Regions from separate parts of the Mus musculus genome. Here all the other regions are linked to region 3. The links are chromatin contacts, called in public HiChIP or PLAC-seq and promoter capture Hi-C maps. All regions are on one chromosome and are shown on one strand. The core of a region is the stretch at or near the end of the contact, and the rest is flanking DNA. Distances in the headings are between cores, read along the strand shown. Region 1 overlaps Sfxn5 (sideroflexin 5). Region 2 overlaps Exoc6b (exocyst complex component 6B). Region 3 holds the start of Spr (sepiapterin reductase).

Region 1 (4,427 bases), core at 156-2,655, 160 kb after region 3:
CTGTAGATCAGTGGTTCTCAACCTTCCTTAAGCTACAACCCTTAAATACAGTTTCTCGTGTTGTGGTGAGCCCCAACCATAAAATCATTTCATTGCTACTTCAATAATATAATTTTGAATTACTGTTTTGAATTATAATGGAAATATCTGACATGTGCCCCCTGTAAAAGGGTCATCTGATCCCCAAAGGGGTATCCATCCACAGGTGGAGAACCACCACTATAGTTTAATCTACTGGTTGATTAATATAATAAAGGCAACCACACTGCGTACTTAAAACGTTTGATGAGCTGGGCTTAGTGGCACACACCTTTAATCCCAGCACTCAGGAGGTAGAGGCAGGTGGATCTCTGTGTGTTTGTGGCCAGCCTGTTCATAATGAGTTCTAGGACAGCTAGGGCATCATAGTGAATAATGAGAACCTGTCTCAAAAAGAAAAAAAAAAAAGAGTTTTTGTTTTTGTGTTTTGGTTTGTAACAGGATGAATGCACAGCATCCAGGTCCTCCATTAGCCCCTTGGTGTGTGGAGGATGAAATGTCCCAGCAAGATCCCCATAGCTAGAGGGCAGCAACTGGTGGTGGCTGAGCGCAAGGGTCTGTGTGACTGAGCTCCTGTGGCAGGCGACAAGTGACCTGCACAGCCATTCCCTACCCTTGTACCTTCTGTTTCTTCCTGTGTCAGGATCAGGCGGGGGCTGCACCACAGCCTTGCTGATGCTAACAGGACACCACCAAGGGAGAGCAGAGCCAGCCAAACACACATTTCTCCCCTTCTCATCGGGTACTTTATCTCTACTGGAAGCCATGTGACCGTTACACAGGGGCTGGCCCTTTGGCCCTGGGGCAGCCACCATCTTTCCTTGTCCTGGTTAAATTCCCACGCACCTTTGACTCTTACTTTTTTTTCCCTTTATGTTAAAGCACACCTGTAGCCCCAGCCTTCGGAGGCTGAGACAGGAGAAGCATGAATCCCAGGACAACCTACGCCGTACAGCAAGTGCCAGCCCGGCCTGGGCTGCAGGGAGAGAAACTGCCTCAAAAAAATTAACCAGAGTAGAGCATGGCGGCACATGCTTACATCATCCTAAACTCAGGAGCTAGAGGAGAAAAGATCATATGTTCAAGCCACTCCCAGCTACACAGTGAATTTGAGGCTATCCTGGGCTACAAGAAATCCTGTCTCAAATAACAATAAGGAGGTGGAGCCCATGCTCCCTTCCTGCCAAGTCTACCAGACCAGGCCCAACTCAGAAAGGAAGAGGTTCGAGGCACTGAGGTTCCAGTGTCTGGCTGAGCGTTGCCCCGTGACCTGCTGGACCAACGAGTTAACTGTTGGGTTCAGAAAAGGCAGCAAGTACTGCCCACAGTGAAAAAGTTCAAGTTCCACAAGCCACTTGTGCAAGCAGGTCACCGAGAGTCACCCTGGGACCTACAACCATGCATGGAAGGCCAGCTGAGCCACAGTGGCTAGCCACCATATGGAGAGTGCAGGCCAGGATCCCTGGCATCCTCACAGAAGCACACAGAGGCACCTCCACTCTGAGCTGCAGCCCCAGGTTGAGAGCTGACCTTCTTTGTCCTCAGCCCAACATCCAGGGCACTTCTGGCTGAACACGGAGCTGTGCAGCCCTGACCCGGTGGGAATGACTGGCTTTAGTAATGGATCTGAGAGCTGAGACTCTGTTTGGCTCACTTGGAGAATGGGGACAAAGGGCAGTGTGGGGAAGCCATCTGGGTAACTGCTAGAACACACAGATTTCACTGATTTAAGAGGTGGCCATTGTCTCAGCTGAACCTGCCTCCACGGAGACTAAGGGAGGGGCAGGCTGGGGTCCCACGTGGGGCTAGGAGGCAGGACACACCCCAGCACCCCGAGGGAGAACAACAGCCCCACCCCCAGTCTGGCTCACTCACTTCCCCTCTGTCTCCTAGCAAGCTGCTTCTTTAAACCTCCTAAGGCAGCAAAGACAGAGCCTATTTAAAACAACCTCCAGAAGGTAATTAAACAGAGCCTGAAGGGGACCCTTCTGTACGGGAAGGACGCCTCCATTCAACAAACAAAAAACTTCCTAATTGATCAGTTGAGCCTATTGCGTTATAGCGCACCATTAATTGTGTTGCCATGGTAACTCCAGGTACCATGTACCTATACAAGCCTATGTGGGGTGCAGGGAGCCCCCAATTCTACAGACACAGGAAAGAAGAGGGATGTCCTGCCTGCTTCTGTGGTACTGTGTCAGCAGCTGTGGCTTCATTATGCAAGAAACTTCTCTCTAGGTAGAGGTCAGGCCCCGCAGAGGAGCCCAGGTTTGATTTCAAATCCCCCATTAGTTCACTAGGAGAAGGGAGATTCTTCACTTAGTCTTTCTGAGCCTCCAATATCTCTTTTGTAGTATGAAGATAGGGATATTTGCTTTCAAGCCTATTATAAAAGAATTCACTTAGTGAACAAATGTTTATTAAGCACCTACTTTGTATTAAGTACTAACGATACCTCAATGCAAAGCAATTAGGTAGTTCAGTTGGTAGATCGCTGTTTTAGCAGGTCTGAAATCCTGGGTTGCACGTCAGCATCACAGAAGCCAGGCCTATAATCCCAGCACTCTGGAGGTGGAGGCAGGAGGGTCAAGAGTTCAAAGTCATCCTCAGCTTCATAGTGATTTGGAAGCCAGCCTGGAACACATGAGACTTGAGGTCCAGCAGCTTTCTCCAAACAAAAGCATTCCTTCCAGAAGGGAGAGGAGATGATGAGACCCCGAAGGTAGACAAAAAGTCACATATCTGGGAAAGCAGAAACTTGGAAGATTCTGGAAGGTGTTTTCCAAGGCTATCGAAGCAGACTATAGCTGCTGAGGGTGGAGACTGACCGTCCAAGATGAGAGAGATGCTAGACTGTAGAGCTCCTGCAGGCCACACGCCATTCATTGGTGTGGCAGCCATTTAAGAAGGCAACCCTCTGTGGAGAAGCTATCATCTATCCATGAACAGAAGAGCAAGCAAGGCCACAGGACACACGACCTCGGATGGCTTAGATAACTAAGGGCACACACAGGATATCCAGGTGGCTTGTGATATCAGCGACGGCTGCAGTGATCAGCACCAGCTTCTGGGTTTTGGTCCGCACACCTGCCAAAGGACCATAGAGTGGACAGAGCACCGGTGCAGAGACCAAAACTACTGTGCACTCAAGGTCCAAGAGTCTGTGGGCCTCTTCAGATGCCCCAGACATGATGCGTGAGCAGGGCCAGCCCTGAGTTAGGACCTGGGGAGCTCCTGAATTTCACACAGCTGTGGTAAAGCCAATATGCCATCTCTGTCCTCTCTATCCACTGTCTGTGAAGGCCAAGCATATGTGACATTGATGACTGCGGCCCAAGGAAGGGCGGCACTGTGACAGCCACCACACATAGTCCAATTCCTCAGGCTCGGCAGAGGGGGAGACGCTGCTCCAGGGGACCAGAGTGACAGGCTCACACCTAGAGTACTATGCCACCTAGCCACCAGATGGACCCACCAGGCTCTGCCACTGCCAGCCAGAACTCAGCAGCACAGGAAACAGCTAAATGCCAAGCTCCAAGCCCTTCCCCCACTCCCAGGAGGCCTGTAGGGGCTTTGGGGACAGCAATCAAAGCTGAAAAGCAGGACAGCAACTCTCAGATCTCTGAGGGAGCGAAGAGAATAATGTGGCCTCTATCCTCAAACTCTGGGAGGTCCCAAGAGGCCCAGCTCAGTGGTGGTGGGGCAGGTAGCAGGCTAGAGTCAGAAAGTGGACTTCCTTTGACGGGTACAAAGGCACTGGAAGGTGTGTGGACTCCTTCAGGCTACAGAGGGCTGGAGGTTCAAGGTCCATCCTGCAGACCCAAGGCTGAACAGAAATATCACCACTAGGGAGTGAGACTACAGCCTGACTCTCTGCCCAGGGCTGCAGGGCAAATACTTCAAGACAGACAAGACCTGCTTGGTTGCCTGGGCTTCCTGTCTCATCACTCCCTTGGGGCCCTGCATGGGCACGGGGCCAAGGTACTGAGGTCACTTTAGCATGCTAGACTCTAGCACATTTGCCCTGAGGTGCTTCCTCTCTGGACTTTCAGCACCATGTCTTCAGCATCTTTGTCTGCCCCAGTCCCACTGACAACTTGCCCACTCCTTTCTCTCCCTCGCCTATCACCCCCACCCCACCCCTTCTCATTATCAGGCTTCTCATCCACCAACCTCAAGTTACAAAACCTTCTAGGCTAGGTCTGTGGCACACACCCTTAATCTCAACCCTCAAGTCACAGAAGAAGGGTGAGGTTTATGAGTCCAGGGCTGGCCTGGGCTACATAACACATTCTAGGACAGCCATGACTACACAGAAAGACCCTGTCTTAAAACACCAAAGAAGGAGGAGGAGGAAAGAAAGAGGGGGGAGAGAGAAAGGAGGAAGG
Region 2 (4,293 bases), core at 175-2,674, 130 kb before region 3:
CCATATTCTGATACAAGAGTAATTACAATAATAACACTAAGGGAGGGATGGTAAAACAGAGGTATAGTTTTAAATTTTTAATTGATGAAAAATTATATATGTATATGCGGTACAGTGAGATAATTTCATATAATTATCAATTAATAATTATAATAATTAAATCTATAAAGCATTTCAATTTGAATAGAAACTACTACTACAAAAATCTTGCTTATACATGATTTGCCATAATTATTTTAAGATCCAATATTAGTTAAAGATTATTGTAAGCTTAGAAGCAAGCATTTCAAGGAAATATAGAGGTGTGGATTATAAGACACTAGTGAAAACAAGATAAGACTCTTAAAATCTAGTTAACTAACTGATTGAGAGGAAAGCAGATACACAGAGAAAGATCAAGTAACAGTGAGAACAAATGGAAAATGAATTACTAAAAGCCATACAAAGATAACTGTGTCGGGCATAAAAAATCTAAAGAGCTCAACTAAATTCCAGATTGTACACATGACCTTTTAAAAAAAAAAAAAAAAAAAAACAGCAAAATCAAGCCATGCATATTGACAATCTCTTATCTCCAAAATAGAAAAAAAAAAAAAAAAGGCAATAAAATAACATGCCCGCACTCCTTAAACCTGAAGAGGTTATGGGAGTAAAGGAAAGACTTGAGACAGCTCAACACGCAAGGAGGACACTAGAGAGGACAGTGGTTGAGCGTACTTGCTCTCACAGAAGACCCAAGTTCAGACCCCAGCACCTACATCAGACAACACACAAATGCCTGTAACTACAGCTCCAGGGGATCCAATGCCCTCTTCTGGCCTCTGTGGGTATCCACACACATGTAGTAAAAACACAGACGTGTACACACACACACACACACACACACACACACAAATAAATAATAAAATAAATCTCTTTTTTAAGTATTGTAAATAAAAGAAAATTTTGGTAATAAAGACCAATTTAAAAATCTTACCTTTTGGTTTTCATCTGGTCCCTCAGTTTGCTGTACATCTCTAGGACTTGAAAGAGAAAACAGATGACACATGCATCATTAAACAAAATAAACTAACTCAGCTAAAGGAATTACGTCAAGAATTCCACTCCATTAGCTGTTCCTCACCTGGAAGACACAGCATTAGCTTATCGACAGTGGCAGAAATATTTCTCTGTTGTAGTCGACACTGCTTCAGCTCCTCCATTGCTATTACCAGCTTGGCAAAAGGGGGGAAAACAGAATTATGCCAAGAACTGTAAATAAACATTTTCAGTTACATTTTTCCCATTCTGCATTCAATTCATCCAAGAATCCCAGTTCCCTAGTAATAATCTACCATGTAAGCTAAGAACTGCCCTCCTCAATCAGTATAGCACTCCTACATAGCTTCCTGCTTTCCCACCACACTGCATATGCATCTAAAAAGGGCTATTTAAAATGAATCCTAAAGAACAAAGGCTATGGGGAGTCAGGACGGTTGCCCATTTCTCCAAACCCTACCAGACTCCATGATTTACATTTCCTTGTGCCCGCTGGGCTCCTAGAGGGAGGCAGTTCTTATCTTTAAGAGGTTCCATTTTAACAAACAAGCTACCCACTTAAAAGATACAATCTTGTATAAGATCCAGTTTACTGGACATTGATTTACTCTTTCTCACAGTCATCTCAAAATGTAACAAACTACATCTGTAGAATATGGACTGTGCAAAATGAAAAACAATTTCTATATCTGCTTTCAGGATCCGCCACACACACACAGATACACAGACACACAGACAGACAGACACACACACATACACACCCCTAAAAATTATATCCCTTAAATATGTGAAAAGAATAAAGAGAATGAAGGTGAATGACACAGAAGAGGAATGTACTTCAAGTCAGAAAAGGTTGACCTCAGCCTTGTGGATTATTATAAAATTTCAAATCATCTGTTCTTGTTTCCCCATCAATGAAGTAGGGGAAATAGCAGTCCTGGCTTTGGATTAAGTAATTAAATGGATATAAACTATAAGTGCAAATTGTAAAGGTGTAAATGATGAGTTTGTCAATTAACAGAATTGATTATGCTTTTTTTTTAAAGAAACAGTTGTTGCGCACTCACTTTGTAACATTTGTTGTTTAGAAAGTCAGAAGAGATGCACAATTAAGAAAACAAGCAAACCTGCTACTAAAGTAGAGCTAATTCTAATGGAGGAAGACAAACAAAAACAACTACATGAGTAAAAAATATGGACCGAAAGTACAGTAGCACAGTGGAGAAAAACAAAAAGAACGCAGGGAATGAGGGTAAGACTGCAGTTTCCAACAAGGTCCTCAGGAAAGATCCTACCTACTAGGTAATATATGAACTACTAGGTAATATATGAACTACTAGGTAATATGTAAATATGTGCCTGTAACCCCAGGACTCTTGAGACTGAGACAGGAAGATTCTTATAAGTTCATGAGTTCTAGGCTACATAGTCATACCCTGTTCAAAAAAAAATCCTGATATTTGGCATATTATTAGACATAAAATAAGTAAAATCATTCTACAAAAGAAGGTGGGGGTAATATAAGGCAGGTACAGCGGCATACTCCCAGTAATCACAAATGAGAAAGTGGAAATCAGTTCAAATCAGGCTTAGGCTACCTGGGATCCTGACTGAAAACGGAAGAACCACAAGAGTGGAGGTCTGAGCCAGGTGAAGATGGAGGAGGAACATTCCAGCAGGTATGGCAGACTACTCAATGATTCTTTTTTTAAACACAGCCAAGAAGGGCTGCATTCATTTTATTCAGGTAGACATTACAATTAGTAACAACTGCACCCAAGTACTTCCAACACACTGCTTATATTCTGTAAGTCCCAAAGTGAAGAACAGCCCTCAGCACGAAACAGAAAAGACGTTGTAGAAGGTAAAGTGGCCTTACTTCCTTGCCCTCGTGCTGCAGTTTCCTATTAGTGTCCGTCACCTGGTTCTGTGGAGAGAAGACAATTTAAACTCATAAAAAACAAACGCTTAGACAACAGTTGGATAAAGATCAAAATGTAATATAAGAAGACTGGGGTTAGGTCTCTAGGTGCTTTCTGCATTCCAGCACATGGGGGTCCAGCTGCTCGCTCTACAACTTAAACCCTTACCAACCTCTCTACTAGGCATCCCATGACCTTTGGCAAAAGGAAAAGCAAAGCTTTAGGACGTACTTTAGATAGTGCATTCCTAAGTAAGATATTATCATAGCCTCGATCACAGTCTAACTCTGAGAAAAAAGAGGGAAAAACTACAAAACAAGAAAAACAAAAGGAGAAAGAAATAAAATGGAAAATAATCCAAAGAGCTTTACTATCTGTGCAATGTCTAGAACACAAATTTTAACACAGACACTTCTTACTTCACAAGGCACTCCTGCAAAGGCTAGGAATAAGTTCAACTTTCTAACACAAGCCACGTTGTTACTACTTATCATCTTAATGATACAAAATGAATTACTAAATAGTTTGGGATCATTAACTCATAACAGCTTCTAACACTTTCATTACCTCATCGATTTCACCACCAGACAGTGGAAATAAGTGAATAAGCCTTAAATAAGCTATGACTTATAATTTAAAGGGACAAGCACAGACCTTTTCAATGATCTACTCTTGATGTTTCCACTAACATAAGACAAATAAATTTTTAGAATAGCAATTCTTTATCACCTCAGACATTATCAAAGCATGGACAATATTTACTTGTAAACTTCTTAAACAGAGACAATCAGGCCTTCTACTAGTGACTGCCACTCCTTATACTTTTACTGCAACCTCAACCCAGTATTTCCTACAATGCCCCTTAAAGCATCAAGAAATGCTAGCTAATGTTATTAACACATGTGCACACGTGCATTGCATACATACACACAAAGAGGGGAAAAATAACACTATAAATGCTTAGGAAAGAGACATCATAAGGAGTGTTTTCCACACTTATTTGATTCAACATCATCTCAAGAAACTAGTTTTTCAGAAAACACACTTTTTAAAATTTTTATCTTAAATTGTATATAATAACTGGATAATATATAATCCATAACAGATTGGAGACTGTATCCCTGCTTTCAAAGATAAAATAAAATCTGACCTCTTCCAGAAAAATATTTTATAAAATGTGAGGAAAAGAAGCAATAGATACTTAGGATCCTAGGACCATTAGATGTGAAGAACACCATTAACCAATAGACTGTGAGCTCAGTGAGAGGCAAGAAAGGATGTAGTCCCTAAATGCAACTCTAAAACATTCAACAAAGCAATCTGGTTCCACTAC
Region 3 (4,755 bases), core at 734-3,233:
GCAGGTGAGCTGGATATTGGAACAAGAAATATCTTGCATGTGTGCATAGGGCAGGTGCTACATGAGATGAGGAAACATAGTATAGATCAAGAAGTTAGAGGCAAACTTGGATCCTGGTCCTGCCTCCCTCCAGCGTTAGACAGACCATTTTGCCTGTGTCTCCAGAATCCTGTCCTAGTCCAAAGAGGTACAGACAATTGGATCTCACCCCTTAGCTGCTCATTCTATTACATGTTGCTACCTTTTAAGCAGAAATCACAAGTTTAGAAGAAAGGCACAGTGGCATCTTAATAGGCTAGAGGGACAAGACAAGGTCTCAGAAGTCCTCGTACCCTAAATGTCCATAAGAACAGCGGCCCTGTCTTCTCCATGCTAGCACCCTCTGCATTCCACTCAGCGTCCAGCACGGCTCAGCCTGAGGTGCTCACCACTCACCACTATCTCTTTGCTTGTCTTTGAACATTCCATGTGTCCATCCTCCATACAGCTTTATTGGGTGTCGGGCACACATGGAGGAACAGTATGTGTCCCTTGAGGGACAAAAGCAGACAGCTGAACATATAAAGGCATTTTGTTTTTTTCAGTTTTAGTCTTAATGCATTTTATGTGTCTGGATGTTTATCCCACCTGCTAATCGGACAAGTCCTGAGGCTGAGTACCTCGGCCCCTGACTGCTCCAACGTCTTGGGAGTCTGTATTTTTCTTACGAAGTGAGGAGTCATTACCAGAGGTAGTAGGGGCCCGATAGTCTTTGGATTCTTTGTGTGTGTGTGTGTGTCACATTTTTTAAATTTATTTTTTATTAGATATTTTCTTTATACACATTTCAAATGCTATCCCGAAAGTTCCCTATACCCTCCCTCCGCCCTGCTCCCCTACCCACCCACTCCTGCTTCTTGGCCCTGGCATTCCCCTATACTGGGGCATATAAGGTGTCTTTGGATTCTTTATGGAGAATATAGATCAGGTTCCCCTCCTTGCCTAGCCCCCAGAAAGGTACCAGCTAAGTCTAGGGACAGCACTGTCAGGAGCACCCACCTACCTGGAGCATAGCTCAGCACCCGCACACTCGGTTCCTCAGCAGCCAGGACCTGGTAGAGCATGTCTCGGGCAGCCTTCCCCGCACAGTACAGACCCCAGCCTTTGTAGGGCTGCAGGGCACACAGAGATGAGATGTTAACCACAGTCTTGCTCAGGCCAGGGCTATCCTGGAAGGCATTCAAGGTGCCGGAAGTCAAACAGAGCATGGAGGTCAGGTTCAGAGCCCAGTAGTTGTTCACCTCAGCTAGGTCATTCACGTTGAGGAAGCCTTTGGAAACATCCCCAAGAGTGGCTGAAAAAAAAAAAAAACGGGACCAAAGAAATGACACAACTGGGGCACTCTTCTCCCTCAGCCTTCCACAGTTCCTCCTCATAGGCTATCTCTCTGCCCCAGCTCTGCAGACACCCCTAATGCAAGCAAAGAATACTGTAGTAAAGCAGAGTGATTTGTTCAAAAAGTCTTGACTCACACATCCGCCAGGAGGCACTGTCGCCCCGTAGTGACACTGATACACCCTCCCTCCTCTTGGACTTTGGACTTTTAGGGACTTGCCCTTCACCTACCCAAAAGCCTATGAGGTAAGAGCTCGCAGCCGGGGTCTGGACGGGACTCTCACCTGCGTTGTTGATGAGCAGCAGGCGCTGCAGCCCCTCGGGCCTCGGGAGCTCGCGTACTGCGCTCAGCAACCGCTGCACGCCAGCCTCGGTGCCCAGATCGGCGGCTGCCAGCACCACTTTCAGGTCAGGCTGCTGAGCGCCCAGCTCCTCCTTCAGTTGCCGCAGCATCGACTCACTGCGTGCGCTTACGAGCATCACGGAACCGGGAGACAGCAACCGGGCCAGCTGCGGGGCCAGGGCGCGACCAAAGCCCCGGGAGGCCCCGGTCAACACGCACACAGCGCAGCCCAGCCCGCCTGCCTCCATGCCTGGAACTCAGACTCATGCGCAGCTACTGAACCAGGACGGGGCGGAGCCTATTCTTGGCTTGGGACGGCGGAAGTTCGGGCCAGAATCCACTGGTGTTTGGGCGGGGGAAAAAAAAGCCAGGCAGCCGGGCCTCGGCAGGAAATCCTAATCCCCTTCCCAGCGCTTCCGGGTTCCCCTTGAGCGCCACTCCCACAAACTCAGCCCCTTTCTGAGAGGCGCGTTCTCAATTTCCACCCTGTTCCAGGATCAGCTTCCTCCTCCAGGGTTAAGGTTTGTCTTTATCCATACAGGACATACCAGTTAGAGACCAGTGACAGCCTTGGATGAAGTGTGTAGAGCTTGTGGTCCCTTTGCACTCTGATTAACAGAAGCCTTCTCTGGAAAAGCACAGCAGCTTCCCCAGGAGGTGCTAGGCAGACAGAACCAGAAAATGAAGAGCACACACAGGGGAAGAGAAAGGCTGAGAATCACAACAATCTCACGAACAAGACTCATCACCGTCAGTGAAAACGCTTGGTTCCTTGGGACCTGTGTACTTATCCTTCAACCTGCGTCATGCACTCTAGAAACAACTTCATAATCTCAAATGGGAAAGAAAAATATCCCAGCTCTCTGGAGATGTCTGAGGAGGACAGCAGAGAAAGACATAGAGATTGCTTTGATCCATTTTTAGTCTGAGGTGAGCTAGAGTCCATCGGAATTACAGGCAGGCAGGCCAGCGGCTAGCTCCTCTTTGTTTCAGAAAGTTCAAGTGGTAGGACTAGTCACTTAGCCTGGTCAGATTGGGAAACCAGCAATCAGTAGGGGCCATTCTCAAGTTCCAATTTTTTTTTTTTAAATTGAATGAGGCTTTTGTCCTAGGCCAACGAAATAGGGGACCTAGAGCGATGCAAATCCTGTAGGCCTATATGAGAAGAGAGCCGGAATGTCTCTCTATAGGTTTTTAAAAAACACTGTCTTGTGCCAAATCAACACGTCATTAATGCCTTTTCTCTATGCCAAAGTTCCCTTTCAGCAGAACTGTATATTTAAAACTACTTACTTACCACTAATCTATTGGATTTGTTATCTTATTTCCAAAGTAGTTGAAGGATCTTCAACAGACATAGTGAGTTCAAGGCCATCATGCTGAGTTTGAACCCCAGAACCGACATTAAAAACACTAAGTGTGACCAGGCAATGGTGGTGCTCCTAGCACACAGGAGGTAGAGGCAGAGGCAGGAGGATTTCTGTAAGTTTGCATCAGCCTGGTTTACAAAGCCAGTTCTAGGACAGACAGCCAGGGCTACACAATGAAACCCTTTCTGAGCCACGTGGCTGCAATGAAACCTTTAATCCCAGCAGTCTGGATACAGCAGTAGGAGACTCCGAGCTTGAGGCCAGTCTGGTCTACAGAGTGAGTTCCAGGCCAGGCAGGGCTACACAATGAGAAACGCTGTCTCAAAAACAAAAAACAAAATTAAAAAACAAAAAACAAAAGCAAAACTTTTTGAAAGATGGACAGGCATAAAGAACTATACACATTGTCCTCTGGCCTCCACCTCCAACTCATCCACTGACAAAGGAATAAGCACACACAGACATACAGACAAAGCCAGGAAAAGAAGAATTTTTTTAAACCAAAGTAAGCATACAGGGTCCTGTTTACATCTCTCCTTTAAAAAAAATCATTTATTTATTTAATGTATGTGAGTACACTGTCCCTTTCTTCAGACATACCAGAAGAGGGTATCAGATCCCATTACAGATGGCTATGAGCCACCATGTGGTTGCTGGGAATTGAACTCAGGACCTCTGGAAGAGCAGTCAGTGCTCTTAACCGCTGAGCCATCTCTTCAGGCCTTATATCTCTTTTTTTTTAAGTATCTTTTTAACATCTTTTTATTTGTTTGTTTGTTTGTTTTTTATGTATATGGGTTTTAGCCTGCATGTATGTCTGTGCACGACATGTGTGCAATGCAAAGTGGTGGCCAGAAGAGGGCCTCTGCTTCCCCAGGGACTGCAGACACAGTCTGCTATGTGGCTAGTGGGAATTAAAACCAATCCTCTTGAGGAGTAGCCTGCTGTTCTTAACTACTCCCATATCTCTCCAGCCCCAGTTTCATCTTTTAAACAATAAAACAAAATGGTAGAGTTTGGTGATGCTGCTTGTAATTTCAGTAATTTCAGGAGGATCAAAACAAAACAATATAACAAAAAGCCCATTTAACAATGTGATTTTACTTCCAATATATAAGAAAGATGCAATGATTAAGGGGTGGGGGGTTGTTAATGTTAGAAATTGATACACATGGCCTTCTTTTTGCCCCAGTGCAGGGCCATCTGCCTTGGCTTCTCTGAGGTGCCTGGTCCCATGCTGCATGGAAGTGAGACATCCAGGTGACCCACAGGGTTGACAAAGCTGGGATCTCATTGCCAGGCCACCAATTGGAACCTACTCTGTAGCAATGAGACTCCCCCAAACCATCCAGCATCCATGGAAGAACTTCCTGGAGTTCTCAGCATTATCACCCTGCCTGAGTCTTCTAAGTCTTACCTACCAGGATGCTCCTGCAGAAAGGAGGTCAGGCCTTGCAAAGGGCCACCTGGGGCTGAAGTCGACCATGGACTTCATCGCTATATTTAGGATAATGCAAGTGCACTCCCACATGATATATTTAATCTGTGTCCTTGTGCACATGCATGTGTGTGCTCAACTTTATGTATACATAGTGTGTGCCGACACATGTACTTCAGGCTCAAATGCCATTTCACAGGTGCTGGACACCTGGACTTTTGGACACAGGC

Evidence for each region. Promoter capture Hi-C pulls out the DNA fragments that hold promoters and counts their contacts. HiChIP or PLAC-seq counts read pairs in DNA pulled down with a chosen protein or histone mark.
Region 1: a contact with region 3 is called in an H3K4me3 HiChIP or PLAC-seq map of embryonic stem cells, with 4 times the contacts expected there. The contact joins the enhancer-like site here to the promoter of Spr in region 3. A contact is called at or near these places in 7 of 39 promoter capture datasets (the 3T3-L1 cell line, cranial neural crest, embryonic stem cells and 3 more), 1 of 15 datasets of contacts at CTCF or cohesin (embryonic stem cells), 1 of 484 Hi-C or Micro-C datasets (embryonic stem cells), 6 of 115 datasets of contacts at active chromatin or transcription factors (embryonic stem cells, pancreatic cancer cells and stem cell-derived neural progenitor cells) and 2 of 9 other capture datasets (adipose tissue and embryonic stem cells).
Region 2: a promoter capture Hi-C map of stem cell-derived epiblast-like cells shows a contact between it and region 3, with 3 times the contacts expected there. The contact joins the enhancer-like site here to the promoter of Spr in region 3. A contact is called at or near these places in 1 of 39 promoter capture datasets (stem cell-derived epiblast-like cells), 1 of 15 datasets of contacts at CTCF or cohesin (the NIH/3T3 cell line), 1 of 484 Hi-C or Micro-C datasets (bone marrow-derived macrophages), 9 of 115 datasets of contacts at active chromatin or transcription factors (T-cell acute lymphoblastic leukemia, embryonic stem cells, epiblast stem cells and 1 more) and 3 of 9 other capture datasets (adipose tissue, embryonic stem cells and liver).

Annotation. Positions count from the first base shown.
Region 1 is chr6:85,292,041-85,296,467 of GRCm38.p6, forward strand. The region is part of intron 3 of Sfxn5 (sideroflexin 5); the gene reads right to left. Among named protein-coding and RNA genes, the nearest start is that of Sfxn5, 39 kb to the right of the region's middle. Within about 2 kb of position 1,406, at least 58 of the 459 cell types and tissues checked have an H3K27ac peak or open chromatin away from gene starts, as enhancers often do. A contact at or near this core is called in adipose tissue and embryonic stem cells, where this site is marked.
Region 2 is chr6:85,002,072-85,006,364 of GRCm38.p6, forward strand. Exoc6b (exocyst complex component 6B) reads right to left here. Exons shown (of 22, transcript NM_177077.2): 3 at 2,918-2,965; 4 at 1,124-1,214; 5 at 977-1,022. Among named protein-coding and RNA genes, the nearest start is that of Exoc6b, 65 kb to the right of the region's middle. Within about 2 kb of position 1,425, at least 2 of the 459 cell types and tissues checked have an H3K27ac peak or open chromatin away from gene starts, as enhancers often do. A contact at or near this core is called in stem cell-derived epiblast-like cells, where this site is marked.
Region 3 is chr6:85,135,781-85,140,535 of GRCm38.p6, forward strand. It overlaps Spr (sepiapterin reductase), which reads right to left and starts at 1,984. Exons shown (of 3, transcript NM_011467.2): 1 at 1,659-1,984; 2 at 1,043-1,333. The coding sequence starts at 1,965. It overlaps Gm10444 (a long non-coding RNA gene), which reads left to right and starts at 2,154. Exons shown (of 3, transcript XR_001785286.2): 1 at 2,154-2,647; 2 at 4,280-4,755.